2 separate regions of the Sus scrofa genome follow, and region 2 is linked to region 1. A link is a contact called in public HiChIP or PLAC-seq data. All regions are on one chromosome and are shown on one strand. Each heading gives the region's core, a stretch centred on a gene start, on an enhancer-like site or on the middle of the called end of the contact. The rest is flanking DNA. Distances are from core to core; before and after follow the strand shown.

The links. HiChIP or PLAC-seq counts read pairs in DNA pulled down with a chosen protein or histone mark.
Region 2: an H3K27ac HiChIP or PLAC-seq map of skeletal muscle shows a contact between it and region 1. The contact joins two enhancer-like sites. A contact is called at or near these places in 1 of 47 Hi-C or Micro-C datasets (brain) and 1 of 2 datasets of contacts at active chromatin or transcription factors (skeletal muscle).

What each region holds. Positions count from the first base shown.
Region 1 is chr1:264,038,581-264,045,663 of Sscrofa11.1, forward strand. STRBP (spermatid perinuclear RNA-binding protein) reads right to left here. Exons shown (of 18, transcript XM_021074603.1): 18 at 1-7,083. Among named protein-coding and RNA genes, the nearest start is that of GPR21, 89 kb to the left of the region's middle. Within about 2 kb of position 2,926, at least 14 of the 83 cell types and tissues checked have an H3K27ac peak or open chromatin away from gene starts, as enhancers often do. A contact at or near this core is called in skeletal muscle, where this site is marked.
Region 2 is chr1:264,219,920-264,227,002 of Sscrofa11.1, forward strand. No RefSeq gene overlaps it. Among named protein-coding and RNA genes, the nearest start is that of STRBP, 28 kb to the left of the region's middle. Within about 2 kb of position 3,407, at least 1 of the 83 cell types and tissues checked has an H3K27ac peak or open chromatin away from gene starts, as enhancers often do. A contact at or near this core is called in skeletal muscle, where this site is marked.

The DNA.
Region 1 (7,083 bases), core at 1,676-4,175:
AACCCTCTGCGGGTCCCCTGCCCACCTGTTCAGAGCCAAAGGTGGCAGCACAGACAGAAAACTAAGGCCCCAAGCTAATTTCCTAGTAATCTAACACTTTCACCCTTCCCCCTCCTTTAAATGCTCTGTAAAGCAGTATCTTCCATTGGCTAAATAAATAAAGACCCTGCTCTACGGATGTTGAATCCATTGAGCTCAGCTCTTGGGCAGGTAAGGAAGCTCTCACTACACTGCTTTTTCCAAAAACAGGAGGCCTCTGTGCTCAGCGCCTGATCCCCCTTCCTACTGGAAGCTCAGCAGAGCGGGAACTCAGGGAAAGGGCAAGATGCTGACCAGCCAGCCCACAAACCTCTGTCCCTGTAAGAAAGCCTTCCCAGGGGCACATGACAAAGTTGAGCCCGTCAAACCGCATTTCCTGGCCCAACAGAGACGGCCTTGAATTCCTCTACAACCCCTCTCCCCGCCCCCCCCACGTGCCCATCCTGGCCCCAGGCACCACTGTCCTCAGTCACCTACAGCAGCCCTGGTCCCTTGCTGAGGGTGGGGTTCCTGTGGTCCCCTGGCCCCACAACCTCCTGCTCTGTCCAGGCGAGGAGCCTGGACTATGAAGAGATGCCTCTCCTGCCTCTGACCCCTTGGCCACCGCCCCATCAGCCTCCTTCATCCCTCGTCAGGGTATCTGCAACAACAGCCTGTCTCCTGCCTTTGGTCCTTCCCTCTCCAACTGTCCAAACCGATCCTCAGACTCCTCTCGCCATTCTGGAAGACGGAAACCAGTAAAGGGCCCAGCACCTGAGGCCCTGCCCCATCCCATCTGACACTTCACCCTCCTAACCAAACCGGTTCCCAGGTCCCGAGAAGGCCATTCCCTTCTCTGCACGCTGTGCCCCCTCCTGGGGGCCTCCCCTGACCACTCTGTGGGCAAACTCCTGCCCAGCTCAGATGCCAGTCTCTCGGGAAGAACCACCACGTCACTCTAAATCGCTCAGTCTCTTCACAGGCCTGGCTCCACTCCGGGACTGAGTGGGAGACCTTCTCCAAGCACAGAAGGAGGCTCTGGTCCCATTCCAGGCCCTGAGTGTTCCCCTCCCCCTTCCCAGGCTCCGTCCACCTTCCGTCTGGCATTTTCTTCAACTACCCCTCCTCACCCAGCACAGCCTGGCTGGTGGCAGGTGACAACAAATGTTTGTTACATCCGTGTGTCCAGAGAAGGGAGACATGGCCTTGGCAGGGTCAATGATCACAGCAGCGTTCTGTGCAGACCAACATCCTGTGGAAGGACCTCCTCTGCGCCATCTGAACAGCTGGCTTCCGGCGTAAACACTGCCGGTGCCACGGGCTCCCTTCTCGCCACACCCCGTGCGAGGCACATGTTAGCTCAAATTGCCCAATCGGGCTTTAACTATCTTTTCTCATCTGGAACCACATACAACAAGTAAGTACAACCGTTTAAAATAGCTGACAGAAGGGTGTGTGGTCGGTCTCCCCTTCGCCAGCCTCGCCCTGTCTCGTTTTGAGGTGCTCTCAGCTTTCCTGAGTTCCTCAGGCGTATGCCACCTTCCATATTGGGTGGAAGGCGTGCTCTCCTCCTGGGTGCTGGCCTCCCCCAGGCACAAAGGACGTAAGAAAGCTGAGCAACTCCTGAGACCGTCTGCAGGACGGGAGAGTCAAGTGAGACCCTGCCTCCGTGCTCTGGGCGAGCACCCAATGAAGGCCTCGCCAGACACAGACGGCAGTGTACAACCAAAACCCCGGTGAAGCTCAGGGTGAAAAAGCACACACCCGGCCCCTCCGTCCAGCACCTGGGCCTCCCCTGATGGCAATCACTGGCTCGCAATTGACTGCAGGTTCAGTTGTAGCACAAGAAGATGGGCTGTGGACACAGACCCTGCCGTGTGGCCAGCAAACAACAAACAGGCCACTCGGCCCCAAGCTGGGCAGCGGGTAACCTTGCCCAGGAGCCAGCCCAGAGTCCTTCAGAGCAGCCAGAGAGGAATGAGCCTGAAGTCGGCTTTCTTTTTTTCCCCATGGAATGGGGGGTGGGGTCAGGGAGAGAGAAGCTGGCTTTTGTGTGTTTTCTTTCAAACCTCACAGGATATATTCCAGAAGTCTGGAAGAAGGTTAAGTAGAATGATTACACTGTAAAGAGGAGAGAAACAGCTGCGGAACAGTTTTAGAAAAGAGGATAGGCAGCAACCTAGACTGTTAACGCCAACCACCAGTGGTAAGCACAGCACTATCAGAATGGGTGGGCTTGGCCACTGACTAGCTGTATAATTTGGGGCGAGTCATTTTGTCTAAGCCTCTATTTCTTCATCTGTAAAAGGAGAAAAATTCTAGGTCCCACAGTTGTGGTGGTGTTCAAATCTCATCCCTAAGAAAGGGATTCTGTTAACTCGAAAAACAGTAGAAGAAATGCCATTTCTTCTGTGTGGTTAAAAACCCACTTATTAGGAGCCACAATGTTTTGCCACAAATAAACTAGGTGGTTTGGAGAGGTTCCTTGGCTTCAATTTTCTTGTCTGTGGTGTGAGAACAACCAGCTCTGCATTGCTGCTTCTCTGAACAGGGACTGTTAGGGCAGCGGCTGCAGGCACGGGCAGGAAAGGGCTCCACACGCACAGGACCAGTCCTCCCGCACACTGAACGGAACAACCTGGGTTTAAAAGGAGGTTCCTTCTTCCTGTTGCCCTCCAGGATTAAGGCGGGTGGCTCAGAAAAACTGCCACAGGTCATGGCGACCTGGGGTAAGGCAAGTGTATCTCTCCCCACACCCCCTCCGCCCTCAGCAGAGTCCCAACGGGCACAAATTGGCCAAGGAGCTGGGGCGCAGCCAGCAAGCAGAGCGGCCCAGGTGCAGAGATTTCACAGACCTTGAAGCCATCCAAGCAGGGCTTGCCAAACACGGCCCGACCCAGAGGGAAGCCTGTGGCTCCAGGCTGGCAGCCTTCCCCGAAGCCAAGTCCAGGGGACACTCCCAGCAAGCAGAACAGGCCAGTGCAATCAGCCCCTGATCCCATCTCTGCTCAGCACTTGCCCTGGGCCACCTCTCAGCACCGACACCCCAACCTGGGGCTGCCCTCTTCCTTGGACCCGATGAGCCAAGCCTCCCCCAGTTTTCCTTCAGCATCTGGCTCCCATCTTAAGACATCCCCATCCCCAGTCTCGGGCCAGAGAGCGTGGACTCAGAAAGCATCAGCTCAGTGAAGACACACACCTCCACTGCTCCTCGATATTCAAACAAAAACAAGCTTCAAATACAAAAGCTTCCTCTGCTTATACAGCCACACCTGAGCCTTCCAGTCTGTCATTCCTATTTGTTAAGCTTCTCCAACTGCTCTAAAAGAAAACAGCCTTATTTCAGGCCAGAATATCTGGTCTAAAATAACCTCAAGTCCAAGCCTAGACTCTAGCAGATGACCCTAGGACTGGCTTGGGCCTGTGAGCTCAAAAGATCACGTGGCCGCATGGCCCCTGCTTGTGCTCAGGCCGTTTTCAGCCCTGCCTCACTGCCTGCATGCCGCCTTGCTGTCGCGTGACACGCTTCCTCCCCTTCTTCCCACGTTTAATCCACCGTGTGGTGCAGCAGGGAAAGGCCTTGGCACTGACCAGAGCTGGGTTTCATTCCTGACCCTAGCACTAACTCTGAGCCTCAGCGTGTTCACCTGTCAAATAAGAATAATACCACCTCCAAGAAGGCTAAGTAAGAAAAAAAGTCCAAATGCCTGGCACACACAAGATACCAATTTTAGCATCTTTCTTCCATCCCTGCTTCTTCAACCTACTGCTGCCCACAGCACAAAATGACCCAAACTGAGGGCCACTGTTAATCGCCTGGGACATTTAGCTGACATCTGAATACAGAACTGTACAAAAGGATCAATGCAGGAGAAACCAAAACAAAGGAGAGAGACTGGATTTCCAGGCAGTGCTAAGACAATGCCTGTTACCTCCCAGGGGCCACAAGCAGCAAAAAGATGACTCAGGACCACACCTCCAGCGAGGATATGCTAATCCGACTCTCCAGCTGCCTGGGCAGATGGTGGCAACCTCCACACCACCCACCAGCAGAGAGAGCCATTTGCAGAAATAGCAAAGTTCTTCTGCCAAGAAAGACCCTAAGACCCTCCTTAGAAGGACCAGGTGATTAAGATGTTAACAGAGGGATCAAGACAAAACAAACAAAAGAACCCCAAGGCCTTGGCTAATGAGGTAAGGAGTCCATCAAAGAGCTACAGCTGAGGATTGGGGTCACTGCCAGGATGTGACTTACACAAATATTTTTTGAAGGAAAGCCTCTTGACTACAATGCAGATCTTATTTGCCTTAAAGGTAACACTTAATCCTTACCTATACTTTTTATAACCTCGGAGCATCACAGAACTCAAATCTGTATCCCCACTCGGCTCACCTGGACCAGCAGAGAGGGATGTGGCCACACACCTTTCTCCAGATGCTCCTGAGGTCCACGCAGACACGTGAGAGCCAGACGAACAGTAAGATGCTTACCCTTTATTCAGTCCAACCATCTACTCATCTTCCCTTTTGCTGAAAAGCAACTTCCCAACTGTGTCTAGAGAGAGAAATGGGTAGACGGACAGAGACTGGTGGAGGGATAGACAGATAGGTTTCTTTCTAAGACTGACAGAAGGGAGGCCTTATGCGGTGCGAAGCACAGATTTTTTTCCAAAGTGCTGCAGCTAACTGGAAGAGGGACGCGCAGGAACGATATTCAGAAAAGCATCTGAGGCAAGAGCCTTCCAAGCATGCCAACCAGCCTCCTCTCTCTTCCATGGTTTAAGACAAATACAGGTGAGCTCTGAATGTCAGACTCAGGGGCTAGCTGTAATCAAGGACACACTTTTTTCTCACTAACACACTGGCAGGAAACTTAGGATTGGCAGGTTGATATTCTAAGCTCAGCCCCTTTGAAGTTCCAAGCACGCCTAAATCCCAAAGTATTATGAACCCCTGACAACAGGCTGTCCAAGGAGTAACTACTTCAGCAGAAACACGAGCATCTTCCTGCAGCAACCATGTGCAGCAACCTCCCACACCAATTCTCACCGAGGGTTTGCTCTGTTTCCTGTCTGAGCCCCCCGGCCCCCGCCATGCTAGGAGTCCTCTTTCCCAGAGCCCAGGAGCACCCCAAACCTGTCAACACTAAGACATCCACGAAGCTCCCCCAAGCAGGCCATGCACCTGCTTCTCAACTCCTGCCAGCATAGCCTTGCCTCCTGCATCTATTCTGTCACCTCAGCCAACATGGTAAGAACAGTCAACATTTACTTGAGTGCTTACTATGTCCCAGGTACTATTCAAAGTACTCTGTGTGTTAACTCATCTAAATCCCAGACCCCAGAGGAATTTGCTGGAGGAAGAGAAATATATTCTGGCCCAGATTCCCACATGGTTTCTACTTACTATTTCTAGCTGTGCTGTAAAGCTTACATAACCTAATTTGCATTATGGTGCTATTTTTAAAAATCTCCAAAGATCACTGCTCCAAGCATCAATGGAAGCTGTTACCTCTTACCTAAAATGATAATGTGGGAAAGGATATCTATTCTTACAACTAACTCGACTTCAATTCTTGACTTAAAACAGACTTTCTGGAAGCTGTTATCGGGAAAGGAAGGGACTTATATAAGAAGTACAGGCTCTGCAAATAACTGTTAGAGAGAAACACATCAATACTGAAACTCACCTCAGTGTAGACAGTTTCTTGGCTTTGCAGGTTGTTATTCATTTACCACCCATCTCCCCTCCAGGAGACCTCCTAGTAACACTGAGGCATCTCTGGTCACTGGACGGCAGTTGCAGAGTACAAGTCAATACAACAGAACCTTTCTTGCTCTGGATGACTTCAGAGGGACCACCCCTACCCCAGCACCACCACCAGGGAGGCACCTGCAGACGCTGAATGGGAGCTACAGCAAGACCATTCACGGAGCAGGCTGTTTTCAGATTTAACTGCTCTTAAAGTCCCTAATTTCTAGGGGCTCTAGATTACTAGACATCTAACAGTTGCGGGGGAGGCGGGGGGGGGCGCCTTTAACTCACCACTGAAGATGTATTCCATTGCAGTTCCTTATGAAGTAATAAGAGAATGATGGATTCTAAGCGTAAAATTCCCTTCATTAGTCATCAAAAAATGTGATCAGTTTTTAAATTCACCGTTTTTGTTCTCTGCTATACTATACAAACTGCTTTATAGAAGGTATCTGTTATTCATTTCATTCAGTTCACTTAAGTGGAGAGAGGTCCGTGAACATAAACCAGAGTTGGAAGTATTTCAAATGAGTGAATTTCCAAATGAGATCCATCTCAGTGATGTGAGAGGGCCCATATTATTAAATTATTTATAAATTAACTATTAACTAAGCTAATTATCTTCTGACACTGCTAATGCATTGTCTCCCACCTAGGATATTTACAACAGGCCCAATTCCACCAACAAGGAGACTCTCCAACTTAAAATGCTTCCACCAGGCAGAACCTGTCTCACTAGTACCCAGAGAATCACCTGGCACATGAGGGGCACCCGGCTGTTTGACTAGGACGGGAATGTACGTGGTACTTAGTCACTAGATCACATACAACCTGCCAAAGCCACACATTCAACATACGTACAGACTCTGTATGGGAAAAAAGTCATTCCAGCATCCTTCACAGTTAGTAATAAAGAGAAAACTGCTACTTAGAGACAAATATAAAACATAAAATTCATTTTAATCTCTATATACATCAAATACAACCTTAGCACAGAACATCTAACACATGTGAAATGCATTTATGGGATACACTAAATGAAGCAAATCCTTATTAGGATATTTGACCTAACCCTCCTACCTTTTAAATGAATTCTACAATGGTAGAATCTGGTGGGAAATAAATCATCTAACTAATCTAGAAAAGACAGATGAGTTGCCTTGTCTATTTGGTCTCTGCAGACTGGGTATCATCTACCATTCTGAGTCTTGCCAAAAATTGGTTCTGCAAATACGTAGGTTAACTCAATTATATATTTTTCCATAGTTACCTTAATATTTTGGTTTTTTTTCATTTTCTATTGCTTTTTTT
Region 2 (7,083 bases), core at 2,157-4,656, 180 kb after region 1:
CAAGCCGCATCTGCGACCTACACCACAGCTCATGGCAACGCTGGAACCTTAACCCACTGAGCGAGGCCAGGGATTGAACCTGCGACCTCATGGATGCTAGTAAGGTTTGTTTCCGCTAAGCCACAACGGGAACGGCTACACTGTTTTCAAATGTATTAAAGAGCAGTAATTTTCATACGGTATTAGGTATTGTTGTAAAAGCATGATTATAATATGTGCAAAAATGTAGTTATACCATAATTTTCTTCATAATTGCCCTAATTTAGACATTTAAGCCCTTCCAATGTTTTGCTGTGATAAAAATCAGAATAATAAACATCTTTATCCTAAGGTCTTTTTCTTTTTTTTTGGCAGCGCCTGCAGCATGAAGAAATTCCCAGGCCAGGGATCAAACCCCTGCCACAGCAATGACCCAGGCCACAGGAGTGACAACACAGAGTCCTTAACCTGCTGAGCCACCGGGGAACTCCTCATTTTTTAAATTATTATTTTTTAGCATAAATTCCCAGAGGAAAAATTTCTTTTCTTTCTTTTCTTTTCTTTTTTTTTGTTTTGTTTTGTTTTGTTTTGTTTTGTTTTTTAGGGCCGCACCTGCAGCATATGGAAGTTCCCAATCTAGGGGTCAAATCAGAACTATAGCTGCCAGCATACACCACAGTTCCAAGCTGCATCTGTGACCTACACCACAGCTCATGACAACACTGGATCCTTAACCCACTGAGCGAGGCCAGGGATCAAACCTGCATCCTCATGGATACTAGTCAGATTTGTTTCCGCTGAGCCACAACAAGAACTTCCTGGAAAAATTTCTAAGTGAAAAAACACAATTTTTTTTTTAAGTTTTCCATAATTTCAACTCTGCTTCAATATACACTGCCATTATCATATTTTAAAAGTGGCTATTGGAGTTCCTGCTGTGGCATACTAGGATTGGCGGTGTCTCTACAATGCCAAGATGCAGGTTCAATCCCTGGCCTGGCACCGTGGGATAAAGGATTCTGTGTTGCCTCAGCTGTGGCTCAGATCTGATCCCTGGCCCAGGAACTCCATACACTGTGGGGCAGCTGAAAAATAAAAATAAAAATAGATAAATAAATAAAATTAAACAGTCTCCCAGGTTTAGGGAGCAGATGCAAACTATTATGTATAGGATGCATAAACAACATACCATGTAGCTCAGGGAGCTATAGTCAATATCCCGTGCTAGACCATAATGGAAAGGATTATGAAAAAGAATATAAATATATATGTATGTATAAAACGGAATCACTTTGCTGTACGGCAGAAATTAACACGACATTGTCAATCAACGATACTTCAATAACATTTTTTACAAAAATGTCTCCCAGGAACGCCTGGGTCAGAGCGGCTGGCTAGCTGCTAAGGTGTTTAATAACACCCCAGTTAATTAACAAGAGAAAGATTCCTTTGTGGTTTGCTTCCCAGGCCGGCAGGAGGACAGCAAGACGCTGGAGACAGATACCGGCCGGCCTCGATTCAGGCTTCTTTCAGAACTTTTAGAGTTAAAAGAGCAAGTTGACAGTATGACAAAGCACTCTGACCTCTCATCCCACTGCTAGGAACCCAAACGAGGGAAATACCAGCTCAGTTGTGCAAGGCTGGCTGCGTGTATGAGGATGAGTTGTTACTGCATTATGTTGGGGGGGGGGAGATATGCAAATTCTGCTTTATTCAGCCACGGCATCCAAACACATGTTTAAAAGAGTGATGGAGGTCTGTCTATCGTGAGGTGCCCATGAAATCCTACAGGATTCCATTTTGCAAAACAACTACACTAAATTACAGACATGGTTCTATACACACAGAGTCTGTAAAGATGTGAGAGAAGACGGAGCAGGATGCACACCTAATCCCCCGAGGAGAGAACAGTCGGGGAGGGAAGGAATGCTTGCACTTTTTTACCGTCACAGCCGTGGGTTGTTTCACATTTTACAAGCATATATTAATTTTGCACTTAAAGGGAAGATAAACAAAGCCCTTTGCAAAGCTGGCTTCCAATGGTCTTAACCTTGACTCACAGAGCTTCCTCATTCCCGGGATAGTCAAGTCAGAATAATCACTAACCCCCATCGTCGTGTTTTCTTTTCAAGCCTATCCCACCCACTATGTGTTTTACGGCCCCTTGATAGATACCATTATTATCAGCTCCATTTGCATCTCAGGAAACTTGGATTCGTGAGTGCCTTTTTTTTTTTTTTATTTGGATGATGATTGCATGAGTGTCTTGAATTGATCAAATTCCCAAAGAAAAAAAATTATACCCCATGTTAACGGAAATGCTAGAATAGGCCCCCTATATTCTGCGGGTGGGAGTGTAAACTGGTGCGAGCCTTCAGGGGAGCAATTTGACAACGCCAATTAAAATTCTTTAAAATCTGCATTCCTTTATCCCAGCAATTCCTTTTCTAGAAATGTATCCCAAGGACATAATTAAGGACATGCACAGAGTTTCAGCCGCAAGGATGTTCATTTAGAAGATGCTTATGATATTGAAAAATTGGAAACCACTTAAATATCCAAGAATAGAAAATTACTTAAATAAATTATGCTCCATTCACATGAGAGAATACTATAAGGTCATTAAGGAGTGGTGAAGAAGAATATTTAATGACAAGGAACGCAGTTCATGATGCATTTTTAAAAGTAGGTCACAAACAGTCTGTATTACATGAGTCCATTTTTGCTTTACAAAAAAGAAATTAAAAAGAACACATGCAATATATGTGCATAGAAAAAAAGGTGGAAATAAGCACACCAAAATGTTACTGCTAATTGCCTCCGGGGAATGAGACACCGAAGATTTTTAAAATTATCTTCTTTTATTAATTGTATTTTCCCCTGCTAAATGTCTTACAGTGAAATGATCATTTTGAATTGCATCACATTTTTTTTTTGGCTGTATACATGGCATACGAAGTTCCCTGGGGCCAAGGATGGAATCTGAGCCACAGCTGCGGCTATGCTGGATCCTTAACCCACTGTGCCAGGCCGAGGTCTGAACCCTCGCCACCACAGAGACAACAGCCAAATTTTAACCCACTGCACCACAGCAGGAACTCCTTTATCATATGACCTTTTTTAAAGGAGATTCATTTCCTTACTCTTCCCCCTGAAGCAACTTTTGCAGTCCTGCCTTTGCGCCTTCCTTCCAGATGGCTGCCCTCTCCACTCCCAGAAAACACTGCTCATTCTACAAGGCTAGCTCCTCCAGGAAGGCTGCCATGATCTTCACTGGCTTCTGGGCTCCCTGGCTCACACTCAGCTTTCCATTCCACTTGCTGGAGACCCAAGTGTCGTGTGACACTGCCAAAGTATCCTGGGAAGCAGCTCATCAGCCCAGGAAGCTTAAGGCATCTCCAAAGCAAGGGCTCAGTCCCTCAGTCCTTTAAATAGATCTGGCTGCTTACACTGCAGGTATCTGGCTGCCTTAAAGCTCAGCAGCCCTCAGAGCCCTGCCTCTGGCTTTTCCTGGGAGGCTCTCCCACTCTGTTCTTCATGCTCAACTCATTAATCTCTGGGTTCTGTGCCCATGCTTTCAAAGGCCTATGTAGCCTTGCTCTGACCGCTGGTCTGCCCCTGCTTTAGAGTTCATCTTCCGGTTGCATTGACGTCTGGGTAACCAGCAAGGCCATCGTCCTTCTGATCAAGCCCTTCAACCAGCACCTGCACAAAGTCAAGAGACAATAACGACCACAGCTTTCAGGTACCAAATAGCTATCGCGTGCTAGGCACTCTGCCAGGTGCTTTACTGACCAATCTCCTTTAATCTGCATAATGATAACAACCATAGTTCTCCTTTACTGAGTCCTCACTCAACTCTTTATATGCACCCCTGTTCTCCCAAGCATGAGAACCTCAGAGAGGTAGGGTGAGTTGCCCAAGGTCACAGAGCTAGTAAGGAAGGGGTGGTGTCCCATCTCAAACCAACCCTTGCCTGAGTGCCAACCTCAGCCCCTTAACTGGTACCCTATGCTGCTCCTATACCCTCTGGGATAGGTGTGAGAGAGAAGCAAGCGAGTTTTGACAAGATTAAGTTATGGTTCAAGGTCATTTCAGTAAAACCTCAAAGGGCCCTGGGAGCTTCGCCCAGATCTGGTCTGGGCAAGGCAGTGGATGAATAGGAGGAGCACAAAAGAGGAGAGTCTGCTAGGGGTAAGGAAGGCTAGGGTCCCCACTAGGAAGGCACAGATCCAGGGCTGGGCTCCAGTCTTGGCACGAGAAATAAAAGCTGGGAAGGGAAGCTTCCTGGGGTTCCCCTCCACCCACGAAACACCACCAACCTGTCTTTACAGCACAGCCGTTTCTAGCTCATACCTGCCACTGTTCCTCTTGGGCCTGGGCCCAGGGATCAGAGGGGTGGAGGAGAGGTGCCCAGGGCCTTCTGGTCTGGGGAGCTCAGGTAAGCTAGGATGGGCACTGTTCACCTGCTAGAAAGTGAGCTGCCGTGAGCAGCGGCCATGCCGCACAGCACTTCTCATCTACTGGGGACATACTAATAAGCCAGATGATAGATCTGGGGGTGCCAAGGGTGACATGGTGAATCTGGACCCCCAAGTTCTTGGTTCAGGTTCTGGCTCTGTCACTAGCTTTCCCTGGGACTTGGGCCACAGCACTTTCCCCGCTGGTGCTGTAATAGCTCCCCTTCTGGCTGTGGAATGATGGTGTGTGGGAAAGTGTTTTGAGAGCTAGAGTCAAGAATAGCTGGTGCAGCCGGTCTGGAAAACAGTCTGGCGGTTCCGCAAAAAGTTAAACATAGAGTTACCATGTGACCCAGCAATGGCACCCCTAGGTACACACCCAAAGAAACAAAAACATATGTCCACATAAAAACGGGTACATGAACGTTCACAGCAGCATTCCTCAGCCCCAGAGCAGAAACCATCCTATATCCATCAGCTGATGAATGAATAAACAGACTATCCTTACAAGAGAATATTATATGGCTAATCAACGATACTTTAAGAAAAAGTTTTTTAAGCTTTTGAAATAAAGGACGTGATTAATAGAAAAAAAAAAGAGCAGAATATTCTTCAGCCATAAAAAAGAATCAGCTACGATCTACATGCGACCAAAATGAATGAAAATACTGTATGTGAAAGGAACCTGGCACCAAAGGCCAGGTAGATGTATGATTCCATTTCTATGAAATGCTCAGAATGGGCAATTCCACAGACAGAAAGCAGATTAGGGGTTGCCTGGGGTAGGGGAAGGTGGAGGGAATGACGGATAATGGGTACAGGGTTTCTTCTGGGGTAAGGAAAACGTTCTGGAAATAATGGTGGTAGGTGCACAACCTCGTGAATATTCTCAAAACCACTGAACTGTATCCCTTAAGTTTTATTAAAGCATACCTGAATTACAATGTTGTGCAGCAAAGCGACCCAGTCATACATATATTTATATTCCTTTTTCTTTTTTTAGGGCCACACCTATAGCATCAGGAAGTTCCTGGGCCAGGGGCTGAATCAGTGCTGCAGCGAGGCCTATGCCACAGCCATGGCAATATCAGATCCGAGCTGCATCTGCAACCTATGCTGCAGCTTGCAGCAATGCTAGTTCCTCAACCCAAGGAGCAAGGTCAGGGATCAAACCCACATCCTCACAGAGACCTTGGGTCCTTAGCCCACTGAGTCACCATGGGAACACCTACATTCTTGTTCTCAAATTATCTTCCATCATGGCTTATCCCAAGGGGGTGGATATAGTCCCCCGTGCTAGACAGTAGGACCTCATAGTTCATCCATTCTAAATGTAAGAGTTTGCATCTACCAACCCCAAACTCCTAATCCATTCCACTCCCTCCCACTCTCCCTTGGCAACCACAAGCCTTGAACTGTACATTTTAAAAGGGAGACTTTTATGGTGTGAGAATTACAAAGAGGAAGAAGAGCTGGCATTTACTGGGAGCTTCCTCCTCCCAGCTCTGTGCCAGGCTCTTCCTGCAAATCATCTTAATCCCCCCCAACAGCCCTCTAAGGGAAGAACTCTCATGATGCCTTTTTTGGAAATGCGGAAACTAAGGCAGAGAGAGGTTGAATAACTTGCCCAAGGTTGCACGGCTCTGGCCGTGCTCAGGCAAGGTCATTGTGGACCCCTCGGTCCTTTGTCCCTTTTCCCACAAGAGTCTCGCTGCCCTTCTCCCCCACGAGGCCATGGGGGCCTGGGGAGCAGATGTCTTATCCTTGGATTCCCGGCTCAAGGCCTGGCTCGTAGACAGTTACTGAATGGACAGACAGTCTTGCTATCTTTGCCCTCTCAGCTAGTTTGCAGAGGCATCGACTTTTCACACGACATCCGCCGTGAAACCTTGAGGCTGCCAGGTGCTGCTTCACACTCGCCCTGAGGTTGCTGAGCCGAGAGGCAAGAACCACCTCAAATTGAGACAAAATGCATTTGTGGTTTTGAAGGAAAGTCGTTAGGAGACAAAGTCTGTCTTCCAAGGCCAAGGTTGCTCTGATGCGTTTACTTAAAGTAGAGAGAAGACAATTCCGCCCCAGTAAGTCTGGGCCCAGCTTGCAGGAAGGAGCGTTTTTTGCTGAGTATCCACCACTAACCACAGGAGAGAGCGGGCGGGGGGCAGCAGGGAGCCAAAGCAAACACTCTGAAGTCAGAGATAATGCGAGAAGGTAGGAGGAATGGGAATAGGTTTGGAGGCCAAGCAGGAAACAGGTCTGAAAGGAAGGGTGGGAAAGCAGGAAGCTTTCTGTGCTTTTATGAAAAGATGACCCTCCCAAGTTTTGGCGGGGCTGGGGTGGGGGTGGTCCGGCTGGAGCTGGGCTGGTTAAGGCAGCACTGAGCCCACACTGCTCCAGCAGCCACCACCCCAACCCCCATGCTGCCCCCTCCCTGCCCTCCTGCACGGGAGCCCAAGGGATCCTTCTAATAAAGAGGCTGCCCTTCCTTCCACTGCTCAATATCCTTCCATGGCTCCCTATTGCCTGTAATTTAGGGAACCATCCAGACGTGGCATCCCAGGCTTCTGTGGCCACATGCTGGCCCTGGCCCTTGGTGTCCTTTCAGCTTTCCTCCCCCCCGCCCGCCGCACCACCCCCCGGCATGCCC